Linked DNA regions of Rattus norvegicus: region 2 is linked to region 1. The links are chromatin contacts, called in public Hi-C maps. All regions are on one chromosome and are shown on one strand. The core of a region is the stretch at or near the end of the contact, and the rest is flanking DNA. Distances in the headings are between cores, read along the strand shown.

Evidence for each region. Hi-C and Micro-C count contacts between places; a contact is called where the count stands out from the background.
Region 2: a contact with region 1 is called in a Hi-C map of hepatocytes, with 2.8 times the contacts expected there. The contact joins two enhancer-like sites. A contact is called at or near these places in 9 of 12 Hi-C or Micro-C datasets (the A7r5 cell line, the Rat2 cell line, Schwann cells and 5 more).

Annotation. Positions count from the first base shown.
Region 1 is chr3:99,636,016-99,643,401 of GRCr8, reverse strand. It overlaps Tspan18 (tetraspanin 18), which reads left to right. Exons shown (of 10, transcript NM_001107750.2): 3 at 6,459-6,540. Among named protein-coding and RNA genes, the nearest start is that of Tp53i11, 39 kb to the right of the region's middle. Within about 2 kb of position 2,946, at least 41 of the 93 cell types and tissues checked have an H3K27ac peak or open chromatin away from gene starts, as enhancers often do. A contact at or near this core is called in hepatocytes and liver, where this site is marked.
Region 2 is chr3:99,890,211-99,897,596 of GRCr8, reverse strand. No RefSeq gene overlaps it. Among named protein-coding and RNA genes, the nearest start is that of Cd82, 7.2 kb to the right of the region's middle. Within about 2 kb of position 4,741, at least 3 of the 93 cell types and tissues checked have an H3K27ac peak or open chromatin away from gene starts, as enhancers often do. A contact at or near this core is called in hepatocytes and liver, where this site is marked.

The DNA.
Region 1 (7,386 bases), core at 1,697-4,196:
ACTGAGAACGGGACCCCCGTTGAAGGAATCAGAGAAAGAACTCAAAGAGCTTGAAGGAGCTCGAGACCCCTTATGAACAACAATGCCAAGCAACCAGAGCTTCCAGGGACTAAGCCACTACCTAAGGACTGACCCTGGACTCTGACCTCATAGGTAGCAATGAATATTCTAGTAAGATCATCAGTGGAAGGGGAAGCCCTTGGTCCTGCTAAGACTGAACCCCCAGTGAACGTGATTGTTGGGGGGAGGGTGGCAATGGGGGGAGGATGGGGAAGGGAACACCCATAAAGAAGGGGAGGAGGAGGGATTGGGGGATGTTTGCCCGGAAACCGGGAAAGGGAATAACACTCGAAATGTAAATAAGAAACACTCAAGTTAATAAAAAAAAAAAAAAGAAAAGAAAAGAAAAGAAAATCTGAAGCATGAAGCTCCCGGAGAGCTCATGTGATACTCATGGATTTGGGGTTAGAGGTATTCAAATAATCCTAGTCCTGACTAACTCAGAAGTCTGGACTGTTTCTGGTCCTCAGTGTGTTGGATAAAAGCCAGGATCAAGTAGGAGACCCAGCTAGAGCTCTGTCTGGGAGAGCCAGCATCTTCTCCCATCTCTGAGTGGTGTGGGAATAGTGACCAGCCCCTGTCTGTCTCCTTCCCACCCTCCCCCGCCCATCTGTCCCACACATCTTTCTTGATGACTCCTGGGAGTAGCTGAACTGATGTTTTTAATTTTTAAACTTATATCATCATCATCACCACCACCACCACCATCACCACCATCATCACCATCATCATCGTCATTATGTGCTGGGGTTGTACATGCCATAGCTGTCACATGGAGTTAGACAGCAATGTTGTAGAGTCGCTTCCCTCTACCTTGACGTAGTTTCCAGGGAGCTAGCTTGGGTATTAGGCTTGCATGACCGGGTGGCAGGCACCATGGTCATGTGAGAACGGATGTAGCTGCACTGGAAGCCCCGCCATCAGCAATATTATCCAGGGAGCCCTCTCCGGTCTGAGTTCTGCTTCTGCTACTAAGGAGGTTCCTAGTCTGGGCTATGGGGAGCCAGCTGTGGGTCTGAGGACCTGGTTTGAGGGAGGGGAGGCCCAGAAATGCTGTCTCGGCACCAGGAAGGCACCTGCTGCCTCTGGAGAGATTCATCATCAGCCTAGAATCTGAGTCTCCCGGCAGTTCAGATAAGAGGAGGTGAAATTTAATACAGAGAGAGGCAGGCAGTGACACTGATGTGTCCAGGGGACTGAAGGAACTACGGCATCATAGTGGCAGCAAAACAGAAGGCCAAGTGCCTGGCTAAAGCAAGCAGGTCTGGGTGTAGCCGTGCCACTTAACCTCTCTGGTTCCCTCTCCCCATAAAACAATCACCTCTCTCTGACTCCGTGTTGTAAGAATCAAGTGAGAGCACAAAATGAGGGGCTCAGAGGGTGTCAGGCAAAAGGAGTGGTGCAAGGGTGTGATTGAGCTAAAGCAGGTGTGAATTTGGTTAGATACCAGAAAGAACTTCCGCACCTGGAGAGGCATGAGAGTGAGACTGTCCTCTCAGAGGGTCTTTGACATCTATTGACTGATTAGAGATGGTGCTAATTGATGCCTCAATTTCCTCATCTCTGAAAGGGAGCTGGGACCTGTAAGGTCTGTGAGCGTGTCTCCTGTTTGCTGCTGTGAGTGACTGGCTGGCACCACATTTCCTGACATGGCTTCTGAAGGGCAGGCTAGGGTAGAGAACACTGGCTTGCAGCCTGCTGCTTGGCAGCTGTGTGACTTTGGACAGGTAACTTCACCTCTCTGATCAGCTCCTCAGCTGTCAGGAAGGGATGATAGTGACCTGATTTGTGGGGTAATGGTGAGACTCGTGTGAGACACGTCCAGGGAAATGCAGTTTCCGTTTCCCACCTGCAAATAGGGAAATTCCTTCAGGGCAACCCCTTAGCCCACCCCACCATGTTTTCTTGGCTAGCACATTCCTTGTCTCTCCCTCTGCCTGACTTCCCTGTGTCACCTGTTTGAGTCTGTCAGACACATCACAGCAATGGTGATCAAGATCCATTTCCTGTGGGGGCTGGGAGACAGCTCCATCAGGAATTCCTGGGGTTTCCTATGCCCCCTCTCTCCCAGTCAGACCTGTGCCCCTGCCCTCCCAGTTCCCAGGCCCCCTTAATACCCGTGAACCCATTTACCCTTTCAATCATGGCTGTGTGATAGGCCAGGTTGCCCCAGCAACAGCACTGAGTATTTTGGGATGGATCACTAAGCCTTTCAAAAGGTCTCTTCCAACTCAGGCTCTGAGATGAAAGACAGAAAGGAAGAGCAGATGAGGATGGGCGGAAGCCTCCATGAGGCCGAGGGCCTGCTGAACAAGGCCTGAGACCAGGCCTTCTGCAGCTGAAATGCACCCAGCACTCGGAGTTAGAGGGAGTACAGCAGGCTGGCTGTCCCTGGAGGGCTTGATCTGGGGAAAAGAACTTTTGTCTCAGTAGCTCCTCCAGCTTGTAGTGTGTTGGGTCTGAGACACAGGAATGTCCCCTCCTGGTGTAGACAACCCAGCGAAGTCAGGGCGTCAAGTGCTTTTGCTAGTCAGCCCAAGGCAAAGAACATTCTGAAGAGGACACGGGGTACAGGGTCGGCAGCACAGTTGCCGGAGTTTGTGGTTCTGGACATGTGTGTGGCTTGTGAAATGAGGAGTTAGAAACAGTCCCCACCCACCACGTTGCTGTCTTTGAGCATTCTCTGGTGGGGGGAGCCCTGGGAAGTGTCTGAATGCAACAGGGGTCTCTTGGCAGAGCTGGAGCCCTAAAACTGGCTAGGCTCACAATGTTGAAATGGGGCCTCCCAGATGCTGCCTTGCCCTGCAGCCCAGGGTATTCAAGGCTCAGTGAGCTCCCAGCAGGGAAGGCTGTCCTTTGAATTCGGTTTCACTACAGTGGCCCTCCCCTCAGGCACTGCCCCTCTGGAGCCTAATTAGGCTCTCAACCCCGCCCCCCTTCACTGCGTCTGCCCTGTGCCACGGGCAGACTCCCCAGGATTTCAAGCCAATTGCTTGTTTACGAGCCCGGCCCGTCTGTGTCTGTCTTGGGAAGATGCCCAGAGGCACTGCCGGTGAGCCAAAGAGCCCTCCCCACCCCCTAGCCAGAACTCGATGGTCCTAGCCGGTGCTGTGCTCACAAGTGCCTTACATGCTAGTGTGGGTTTACGCGCCCATCTCGGTCATGGTTTCCCATTTCTGGGACTTTCTAGCCACTTGCCGCCTTGTGGCTTCATCCTGTCTACCACAGTGATAAAACCATGAACTTTCGCTGAGCCGTTTGGAGGATCAAGTGAGCTTACAGTTCACATTTTAAAAAAAGTCAGCCCCTCCCCCACCCCCGGACCTCCAGGGCCCCTCCAGACAACACTGGGCTCAGGCATTTTATCCTGAGTCCTGCCTGGCATGCCCAGGCGCTCTGAGGATGTGGCTGTTAATACTGCTCTCTGGGGACTGGATCATTGGTCTTCACTGGAGTGGTGGTGGCAGCTGAGGGAGAACACAGACGTGGGCCTCCGCTGCACCATACCCAGGGCTGTCTCTGTAGATACTGAGAGAAGAATGGCAATCCACTGGGTGTGTAAGTGCTTGCAGCTAATCAATCATCCTCTTCCGTCCTGGCAATGACCGTGGGTGGGGTCGGGAGTAGGAATTGAGCGTGCTCACGTTCCAGGGGAGAGGTACAGGCTCCTCCAGAGGAGAGGACACAGGAGATACGCCATTCTCAGCTTGTTGGAGTAGACTCCGAACTCTAGTTGCACTGGGACCCAGCAGCGGCTCCACCCAGGACCACAGCACCCTCTGCTGGCCCGGTGTATGCGACTTAGGGATGTGAGTCCTCGATGGCTCTCCATCCTGCTCTGGGGGTACTGAAGGCAGGAGGAGTGATTTATGAACCCAGCTATTCTTCTTACTCAGAGCACCCCTCCTAGCCCCACATCCCTGCAGATGGGCTGAGCTGCCATCTGGGGCCGTGAGAGGGGCAAGATTAATAAAGCTGTCCGGCCCAGGCGGGAGCCTGCCGAGGAAAGCCCCAGGGCGCTGCCTAACCTCAGCCCTATCCTGCCCTCTCAGGTCCTAGAGGCTCCCATCTGTCAGGGGACGGCAGGGCCAGATCCCGCCCCTACAGTCTCCAGCTGGTTCAGGGAGGATTCGAGCACAGCAGCTTTCTCAGGCTTTGTGCTCAGCTGCTTAGCTCAGGTCAGAGATGTTGGAGAACAAGGTATGGCCCTTCCTGTCTCAGGGGCTGCCTCTGCCTCTGTCCCATGGACCCTGTCCTTCCAGGAGCTCTGATTTTTCAGTTAAATTACACACAGTATCTGTATCAGAAATACCTTACTAAGCAGGTAGGCAAACTCAGGCAACCCTGATATCATCTCTGTTTCCTCAGCTCTAAGGGGGTCCTGTTGCCCACCTCCTCGGTAAATACTTAATAAAAGAGGAGAAGAGATGGCTGGGCAAAGTCAGATACTTGGGAAATGCTTTCTTTTATGATTCCTATTCATTGGCACAGCGTTGGAACAATTAACCTGAATATGGCCGCGTAGCCATTTGTACTGAGGCTGACCATGCATCCATGGTCCTCCCCACACCCTCCTCCACTCATAACCAGGGGTTCGGGTCAGACATCCATTTACTCCTGGTATGTAATGACCCCGAGGACCACAGTCTCTCAGCCCTCCACAGCTCACCTCTGTCACTCTGGATTCTTTCCGCCACCTTTGGTTTCATTGCAGTTCTCAGAGTGACTTTCCCACGTAAGGACCTGGTAAGGCAGGGGCTGTCCCAGGCTCTGAAGTGAATGGAGCTACATTTTCTAGGCAGGTGAGAGTTAGATTGTGGGACAGGCTGTCCAGACAGAGGGAAAAGGGTATGTGGACAACAGGGGTGGGGGAGACCTCAAAGATGGCCTGTGTGCCACCAGACAGCATACTCGAAGTGGAGACTCCTTGGTGAGGAGGTAACTGCTAACTACCTGCTCCTCCTGGACACTGGGCTGGCTCCCGTGTAACCTTCATTCCCTACCCTAGCAGCTGTATTCAGAGGAAATAGCACAGGATTCAGTTAGGATCATGGCCTGGGGTGGTAGACATGTGTGACAGAACTGGACCAGGGCTGGGATTAGGCTGGGAAAGAGGAGAGCTTGGGAAACCATGATCCATCCCTGTTCCCCTAAACCCCATGGGCAAGGATGAATTAGCCACAGAACCACACTTCCCAGAATGACCCCAGAGCTGTGACAAGTCAGTTTTCTATCCCTGGTGAAGTTCTATCTAAAGCTTTTGAGCTTGTCAGACCTGGAAGCCCTCCCTCTGTCCTTCCTGGAGGTTGTTTTTTTGTTTTTTGTTTTGTTTGTTTGTTTGTTTTTTTTTTCCTTTTTTAGCTGAGTCCTGTCAAAGCAGAGTATATAGACCTTTCCCTCCAACCAGGGCCAGTTTCTGGGTATCTTCACCAGACAGGCCAGGTAGGATGGTAAGCAAGTGGATGGATTGATGGATGATGGATGGATGGATGGACGGACTGACAGATGGACAGACAGATGGGCGGATGGGTGGATGTGTAGATGGGTAGATGGATGGATGGGTAAGTCAATAGGTGGATGGTTAAATAAATAGAAGTGTGAGAGGATTGTTGGGTGGGTGGATGGATGGGTAGATGGATGGATGGGTGGGCAAATGAATCCTATGAACCAGTGGATTGGTGAATGAGTAAAAGAAAAGGTGACAAGAAGAGGGAGAATCTGTCACCCAGTGTATACTTCACTGCCCCCAAGTGTGCTTTCCCTTGAGTCAGTACATCTGAGCAGGTGTTTTGAGCCCTGGAAATCCTCCTATCCTCTTGGAAAGAACTCTTGATCCCAGCTACGTAGGCTTCTTCCTCTCCTGGGTCTGTTGTCTAACACAGCCTGTCAGCAGGCCTGGGCTGCAGAACTCCTCACAGGTGTGATCAACACAATGCCACACAGAGTAAGCCCAGCTTCCTTTGCACTGCTGGGATCTCTCCAGGAACCTTACAGCAAATCTTAATGCAGAACCAAGAAAGGTTCCCTGCATCAAATTTCTCCCTGGGGGAGCCTGCGTTTCTGGGAAGGACTTGGTGGCATGGCCCTGCTGCAGAGATGTCTTGGCACATGCCCAGATGGCATCAGATGGGTGGCCACCCAAGCCTGCTACCTCCTCTCAGTTTAATGTCAATTCCCAGTAGCACTGATGGAGACACAGCTCCCGGGCAGCCACCAGGGTACAGGGGACTGCTCTATGGCCAGGAGAAAGCCAGCGCAGCCCTCCCCAGGCAGCATGGTACAAAGTCTCGGCAGCTTTTTCTTGGTGCCATGAGACAGTTAGCAAGCCATTGTCTGGGTGCACATAGGCCCTGCACTCATTGTGCCCCATGCCTGTAACTGTAAACTTTCTCTTTTAGGACGAGCTGGGCTGCTGAGAGACATACCTGAGCCCCTCTAACTAGGAGACTTCATCCTGCCGACTCCTGGAGAACTACCCAGGTGAGGCTCCTGTCTCCCAACACTGCCCACCCCACTCTGTCCAATGTCTCCTGACACTGCGCCCCCTCTGCCTCTGTCCAATCTGTGTGTCCTTTTCTGCAGAGCTCCCTACTCACTCTCTATCATCTGCCCCCTCCAGTTTCTCTCTTGAGTACGGGTCTCCATTTCGGAGTCACTTACTCTTGCTTTTTGTCTCTTGTCTCTTTCCCGCCATTCACCCATTCACGTCACGGTGTGATAACTGCTGCCACTGTGTTGCTCTGTCCTGGACACTGAAAGCGTCTCAGGGAACACACTCGTCATGGCTTGGTGCTTCTACCTATAGCGAGCGGTGCCTGTACAGTGCTGTGCTGCCCCAGGCAGGGCCCATCACTGCGTGGCTTCACGGCATGGTCACTGGCCACATTAGTACTTCTCAACTCTTGGGAACGAATGACAACTTTCACGATAGACTAGTGACATTAGGCATCCCAGGCCAATTCTAAGTCAGCTTAGAATTGTTAGTTGTGTCAGACATAAGCACCCCTCAAGGCCCCAAGCTTTTATTTTACTTAAAGCAGTAATTTGGATGCCAAGCATCTGTAGGAATAGGGCCCTTCGAGGCTTGGGGGAGGGATCTCTGGGATAAGTATCCAAGCCCTGAACAACAGCTCCAGGCTGTCACTCCTGTCTCCCTGGGTTGTCTTGTGGAAGGGCCATGTGGAAGCAGCTCTCAGCTGCTCTCAGTGGCCCTTCCCCTGCCCCACATCCCCAGTGAGAGAACTGGGTTCACACTAGGTCAGGTTGGCCCTGGATGCTGGCCTTGCTTCTCTCCCTCCGGGCCAAGATTGAAGGACGTTATCTATG
Region 2 (7,386 bases), core at 3,492-5,991, 250 kb before region 1:
GTCTCTCTTAACAAAATACCTGAGATGAAGTTCTCTCTAAAGAGAAAATTGTTTATTTATTCAACAGTTTTGGTATTTCACGGCTTGCTCTTTGGTCCTGCAAATATCTCCTCTCTGGGGACCCAGAAGATGTCAGACACCAGCCACAGTGGGCACTGATCAGTTGACCAGACATGGCTGACAGCTCCTGGAGTCAAGGTGACAGGACTTGAGCCACCTCCATCGGAGCCAAGTGTCTTGAACTACCTTCCTCTTCTGTTTTCTCCTCTGCAAAGCAAGGTCCTTAAATATGGATCTAGCTAGCCATGGAGGCTTAGCTCTGTCATCTCAGCATGTGAAAGACTGAGGCAGGAGAATAACAAGTTCTAGGCTCTCTGGAGAGCTGTGGGTGCAGTAACCTAGACTTCCCCTACCCCCACAGACTGTCTGCCCAGGCTAGGATTGAGAAGGGACAGTCAGGAAAAAACTGGCTTTTCAAGGGGCTGGGCCAGGCAGTGGTCACTGCAGTTTATGCTTCCCTCCTGGGACTTCAAACAAAGGGTGGGAACAGCAATATTTGTCACATCTGCTCTGCACTGTGGTCTTGTGGTTGAGAAGCTCCTCCTGAACCCTAAGCTTGAACCTACTCCCTCTCCTGCCCAGGCCCACTCCTCCCCTCAGTGACTCCAAAGTGTCTTCTATTACTCTGTAACTGCAGTCCCCTTACTACAGCTACCTCCAGGCACAGGTCACTGTCCTGTGCACCGACCAACACTGACTTGTGTGACCAAGGTCTGAGTCAGGAGAATGTCTGCAGTTGGGGCCTTAGGTGAGGTCCAAATAATTCTTCAGGTCCCCAACCACAGGGAGTTAACATGAGACCCTGACTGGTTTGAGGAGATGACAATGCACACAGGAAACAAGCTCAGTCTTACTTCTTTTGTGTCTTTCTGTCTGTCTCTCTATCTGTCTGTCCCCCATATCTCTCTCTTGTGCGCGTGCACGCACACACACACACACACACACACACACACACACACACACACACACACACAATCTCTGATTTCTCTCAGGCCCGAAGATTGGCTGCACCGGCAAGTGTGGACATTAGGGGGCGATAGATGACCTCGTTTTAGAGCAAGGAGTAAGCTTGTTCCTTCACATTTCCCGTAAAATGCGTAAAATGAGAGCTCAAAGGTGAGAAAACCAGCACTGAGAGGTCCTCAAAGGGGCTGGTACCAAGGTAACATGATAAGAAAACAGCCTGGGCTAGAGCCATCTCACACCAGAACACTGTATGAATGGTAGCCTGTATCTATGCATTCCTATAGGAACTAAAGGGGAGACATGGGTGGAGTGAGTGACAGAGTCAGAAGCTGTGGCCATCTGGATGCTGGATGTTGCAACTGGGGTGGGCAACTGCAGCCCCCTCTGTCTGTCCAGCTGCAGCCCGGGTCTACTAAGCAGTTGCAGGTATTACCCAGTTCCAACTCACATCAAGAGACTCCTTCCTTCCTTCCTTCCTTCCTTCCTTCCTTCCTTCCTTCCTTCCTTCCTTCCTCCCTTCTTTCCTTCCTTCTTTTCTTCTTTCCTTTTTCTTTTCTTCCTTTTCTTTGTTCTCACAGCAGAAAACATACAGTTGAAGGTTAATGTGACATTTCCCAGGTTTTAAACGCTGGCAACAGACTCAAAACTTTCCCAACTCAAGAGTCAGGGAGAGGACGTCTATATGGCCCCACCACAGACTTTTGGGGCTATTAGAGTGTTTTGTTTTGATTGGCCTGAAAGTCCCAATGTAAACCGGGCTGGCAAACCCCCTCTGGAGCACCAGTATTAGCAAGTCCAGCCTGAGGCTGAGGGGATTTTGTTTGACCCTGGATTTAGCTTGTCGAAGACTCTCTTGCCCTGTGCACTCCAGCTCAGGTGTGGGGACTGTCCTTCCCACCTCTCCCTCTCCCGTACCTTCTCATCCACCTCCGGGAGGATGGGGACTGGACATGACATTGTTTAGAGGAGTTTCGTGCAGCTGTTTCCTCTGAAATGAAACATTCCCTCCGAAGGGTGTATACGAGGGAGGAGAGGAAGGAGGCTGGAAAGATTCAGAAAGCTAAGGAAGCGTTCAAGGCTCCTGGTGCTCCGCAGTGTACAGGACTCACAGGGCCCCTTCCTCCCCACGGTTATAAATTAGCTTTGCCAGGGAGAGGAGACTCCAGTAGAGCTGCCTATGTGTTAGGAGCTCCAGGATGCAGCCTTCATGAGACTTCTCCCCTGCTGGGAAGGGCTTGGCTGCTGCTCCAGGTGCCTGAGAGTCACTTGTGCTCCCTGGAGTAACTCCAAGAGACCCACGGATTTACCCGGCTAGACACCTGGATCTGTTTCTTTAGTCTGCTATTGTGTATGCCTGAACTGAGGCAAACAGACGCTTGCTCACACAGGCCCACAAAAAGCCACACAGAACCATGGGTCTCCTCTATGTGGGCTTGGCCTCCCCAGCAGCCCTTACAAGGGAGCATGGGAGCTGTGGGTAATGGCCTCCGGTGTGCTCTACTGCAGAAAACGACAGGACTTCTTTGTAGTTATTGAATAAATCTGGGTTTTGGGAGTCATGATTTTACAGATACTTTTAAAACTCACTTTGGTGCATGGTTCACAATCAGCTGTTTAACCATTAAAGTATCATAGGAATGTCAGTTACAAAAGTGCACAGTACATAGTACAAGTACATAGGGGGCTGCAGAGATGGCTCCTGGGTTCAAACCTTGTTCTGCTCATGCAGAAGACCCCAGTTCAGTTCCCAGCACCCACTTTATAGCTCACAGTTGTTTAAAACTACAGTTTAAGGGATCAGACACCCTCTTCTGGCTTCTTTGGGAGCCCACACACTTACAGCATTCACACACACACACACACACACACACACACACACACACGAAAGTATTAAATAAAAATAATTAAAACAGATCTTGTCTAGGCATGCTAACACATGCCTTTAATTCTATCCATGTAGTGAGATCTCAAAAAAAAAAAAACCAAAATAAAATAAAATAAAATAACAAAGTAGATAAATAAATTTTAAAACGAAAAGAATAGCATCTAGAAGGTAGATTTTTGTGAGGCCAGCCTGATCTATGTATTGAGTTCCAGGACAGCCAGAGCTTCACAATAGAAAGACCCTGTCTAAAAACAAACAAAAATAAATAAACTCACAGCTACTATGGTGTAGGTTCATGCATGTTTGGAGTGCCCATCCCCCATCTTGGAGAGGAGCTGATGCTTGCAAAGGGAAAAAACAGTTGTGACAGGAAATTGTGAATGAAGTATTAATGATCTAGTGACCTCGATGCAGAGATCGCCAAATAATGAAATGTGAAATGTGGAGTAGCGTCCGGTTATTACACGCCTCTGTTTTTTTAAGCATTCAAGAGTCCCTGGTGGGAAGACAGACACGCTGTGTACTCACGCATATGTGGATTTTGTCTGTAAAGTATAGGACAGTCATGCTACGATCCACAGATAGAGACCCTAGTAACAGCGAGGGCTTAGTGGGCGATGCTAGGATCTTCCTGGGAAGAAGAAATAGAATAGACTCCAGGGTGGACTGTGGGTGGAAGGGGATGGGAACAGGAGGGATCAGGTTGGAGGGGGAGAGAGATGACTGGAAATGGGAGGCATTTCCAGAGTGAGGTGGAACCTAGTACAATGGAAAACTCATAGAATCTATGAGGGTGACACTAGAGAAGATTCCCTTAATGGGGGACACGAAGCCCGAACTGGCCATTCTCGTCAATCAACCAAGGCCTCAAGTGGAGGGACTGGGACACAAACCCAGTCACACAACACTGATCTATGGTTTGTTATGTCTGCAGGATGTGCTGGGACCTGAGCCTAGCATAATTGTCATCAGAGAGATGTCATCTAGCAACTGATGGGAGCCGATGCATTGTCCCACAGCCAAACACTAGACAGAGCTTGGGGAATCCTGCAGAGGAAGGACAAGAAGGGCTGGAGGAGCTACAGGGATGAGGGACACCATAAGAACATGGCCCACAGAATCAACTGACCAGGATTCATGAGGGCTTACAGAGATCAGGGAGCCTTCATGGGTTTGACCTAGGTCCTCTGCTATGGTTGTAAAGCATTCTAGTGGGACTCCTAACAGTGGGCACAGGGGCTCTCCCTGGCTCTTCTGCCTGCCTTGGGACTCTTCCTCCTACTGGGCGGCCTGTCCAGCCTTGATGTGAGAACATGTGCCTGGTCTTACTGTGATTGTTGTGCCATGTTTGGTTGATGGCTCCTGAGTGGTGCTCTTTTCTGAGCAGAGGTGGAAGGAGTGTGGACCACAGAATGGGGAAGAGACTAGGGGGAGGGGAGAGAGGGGAAGGAGGGGAAACTGCGCTCAGGTATATATGGGAGAAGAATAAGTTAAAAGAGAAAAGAAGGTAATAGGAAAAACCAAAGCACAGCAGAAGTTGGGAGTCAAGTGTGTGGTAGGTTCAGGCTTCCACCCCTGTACAGACAGAAAGCAGGGCTGCTAGGTTCTGTAACTCGTCACCTTTAAAGCCACAGTTGCCACAATCACTTTCCTGGAACTGCTAATAACCACACACCTCAGGCCAAGGTAGGTGGTTCCCCTGGGCCTTCAGAGGGACAGTAGGTAAAGTCAGGTCTGGGTAAGCTTTGGTTAAATCACTGCTGCTAGAGTGCACCCAGGCTCTTCAGTGCACACAAGGTTGCTGCCCTGGCTGTGACCCAGCTGGGACGGGTTTTGAGGTCAGAATGCTATGGTTCCACAGGCCAAGAAAATACAGGTCAGTGTCTCAGCTGAGCAGGCCCATGCCACAGACTGGAGGTGGAGGTGGTAGTGGTGGGAACTCATAGATTCAGACGTGGGGTAGGCACAGAAGCAGTGCAACAGAGGTATGCTGCGAGCTCTGGGGCCAGCATCCTTTATGACAGTTCGGTGCTGCTGGCATCCCCTGGGGAAGCTCTCTAGTCCAAGTGGACCTTTGGGGAAGGGTGTTTATCCTGTACTGAGTGCTCAGAATCTGGATCTCTGGATAGGGCTCAATTCAAAGCTCTTCTTGGGGTACAGTTTCTGCAGCTAAAACTGACAGAAGTCTGTGAGATGCTACAGAGTTGGCCTTTCCCTTTTCTTCATCATCTTGACATTGGGCAAATGCTTTTTTGTACCTCTGTTCCCACACACAGGATGCACGCATTCTAAGAATGAACATTATTAGGGAGATTGAAAAACAAATTTGTTCAAGTTCACAATGTTAAGGCAACAGGGCTGGCCAAGGAGCAGGAGGGGTTTCCTCTGTCTAGAAAATTCTGAAGACTGTTCTTGCTTTAAATGAACTTCATTTCAATTCGCAGTTCTCGTCAAAGGAAATTCCACTCCGTCTCGCTGAGGACACACTTGAAGCCTGCAGCAGCTTCTCACAACACCTACCCTAGAACTCTGCCTTCTCAGAGGAGGCTCACCATCTTCTCCCTTTGAACATAGTGCTCCTGTCCGATCTCGGCTGTGGCATGGTTGGGAAGACACACCTGACTTCCAAGGCTGGATCTCACAGGCTTCAGTCTCATCCTTCAAGTGTTCAGAAACCAGAAGCCTTGCTATGAGAAAGCCAAACTGCCTGGAGGCCTCAGGAAGGGAGGCCTGTGCTGTGCACTGTGACTGTCCCACCCTTCCCTCTCTCCCTTCTTTCTTTCCTCTCTTCCCCTTCCCACCTTTCTTGAGGCTGACCTTGACTTCCGGATGCTCCAGCTTCTACCCCGCAAGTACTGTGACTAAGTGTACTGAGGTGGTTTGAATAAGCATGGCCCCACAGGCTCCTATATTTAAATGTTCAGTCATCAGGAGTGGCACTACTTAAGAGGGATTAGGAGGTATAGCCATGTTGGAGAAAGTGTGTCACTGCAGTAGCCTTTGATGTTTCACAAATCTGAGCCAGTCCCAGTATCCCTCTCTTTCTGCTGTCTGTGGCTCCAGGTACAGAACTCTTGGCTACTTCTCCAGCATCATGTCTTCCTGTGTGCCTTCATGCTCCCTGCCATTTTGATAACAGACTGAAACTGAAAGCAAGCCCCAATTAAAGGCTTTCCAAGAACTGCCATGGCTGTGGTGTCTCTTCACAGCAGTAGAACACTGACCCAGACAACACGCAGTGCATCTTCTGCCCTGCACCTCGATGCCCTGTGTTAGTGGAAACCCTGTCAAGAATAAACATCATTAGATGTGGACCATGTCCTGAAAAACAGTTTTTTATAAGTTTCCTGACTTAGGTATCATAATACTAATATAGTAATGCTAAAGGAGTAATAGCAATGAGAGACAAAGAATCTCTTCCTCTCATATTGAGCTGTGCAGAATTTGGGCGGGGTGGGGGTTCTTTGCTGAATCCAGGCCTAGAAAAGAACCTGATATGCACACTCTTGTCCATGACTGCAGGCCTTCTGCTGCTCTGCTCCTCTGCTACCTTGAGGACAGTGGAATCTTCTAAGGCCTGGAAACCCCAGAGCCATACTTTTTTAAAAGTTTAGTCACCACCCCACACCCTCCAATTGGCCATTTGAGAGCTTCTGCTAAGCTCCCAAGCCCCTCTTTAGTTCCCTTGGCTTTGCCTCTGGAATGGCCTAAGGATTTCCCACCAGATGGGAGTCTCTCACTAGAAGTTTGTTTTTCTTCCTGGCAAAATGCCCCCAGGTAAGACTGGAAGAAAGGGAGTCGACATTCCTAGGACATCCGTCCATTTCAGCTAGCAAGTAGCTGGGTCTATATCCACCCAGGCCCAGCCCTTAAGGTCTCAGGCACTGTGCATAAGTTCTAAGACTCAGAGGGGCACCCATATCTATGGGGTCATCTTGACCATGCCCCAGTGTGGAAACACCAGGGGTTTCTGTCTAGCTGAGCCAAAGACAGCCTCAAGGGCAACCCAAGCCTCCTGACTCCTCTGTCCCTAGATAATTGGCTCTGACACAGGTGTTCAACTCCTGGAGGCAGTGGCTGTGTAGAGCGAATTTGGACAGATGGGCTGGGGCGTTCTTATGACTGAGTCTTGTATTGTTTTGACACTAGACCAAGATGAGGACAGGAAGAGAAGCAGGTGGGTGGGCCTCGCTATGGACCTAAACTGACCTCCTCACATGTTCTTACTTCAGCCCAAAGCTGCAGAATCCAGGAAGTCCAAACTGGAGTCTTGCTGACGGTTACAAAAATGACACTCAGGATGGAGGTTGAATCTTTTGTTGTCTGGTCTGTCAACTGCTCCGGATAAGAGGATGCACATTGAAACTGTGCTCTAAACTTGGGTTTCTTATGCTAAATGAGGCCTGTACAATAGGACCAAAACCCCAGGCTGTAAGTGCCTTTGGGGAAAACCTCAGCAGGAGTGCAGAAGATAG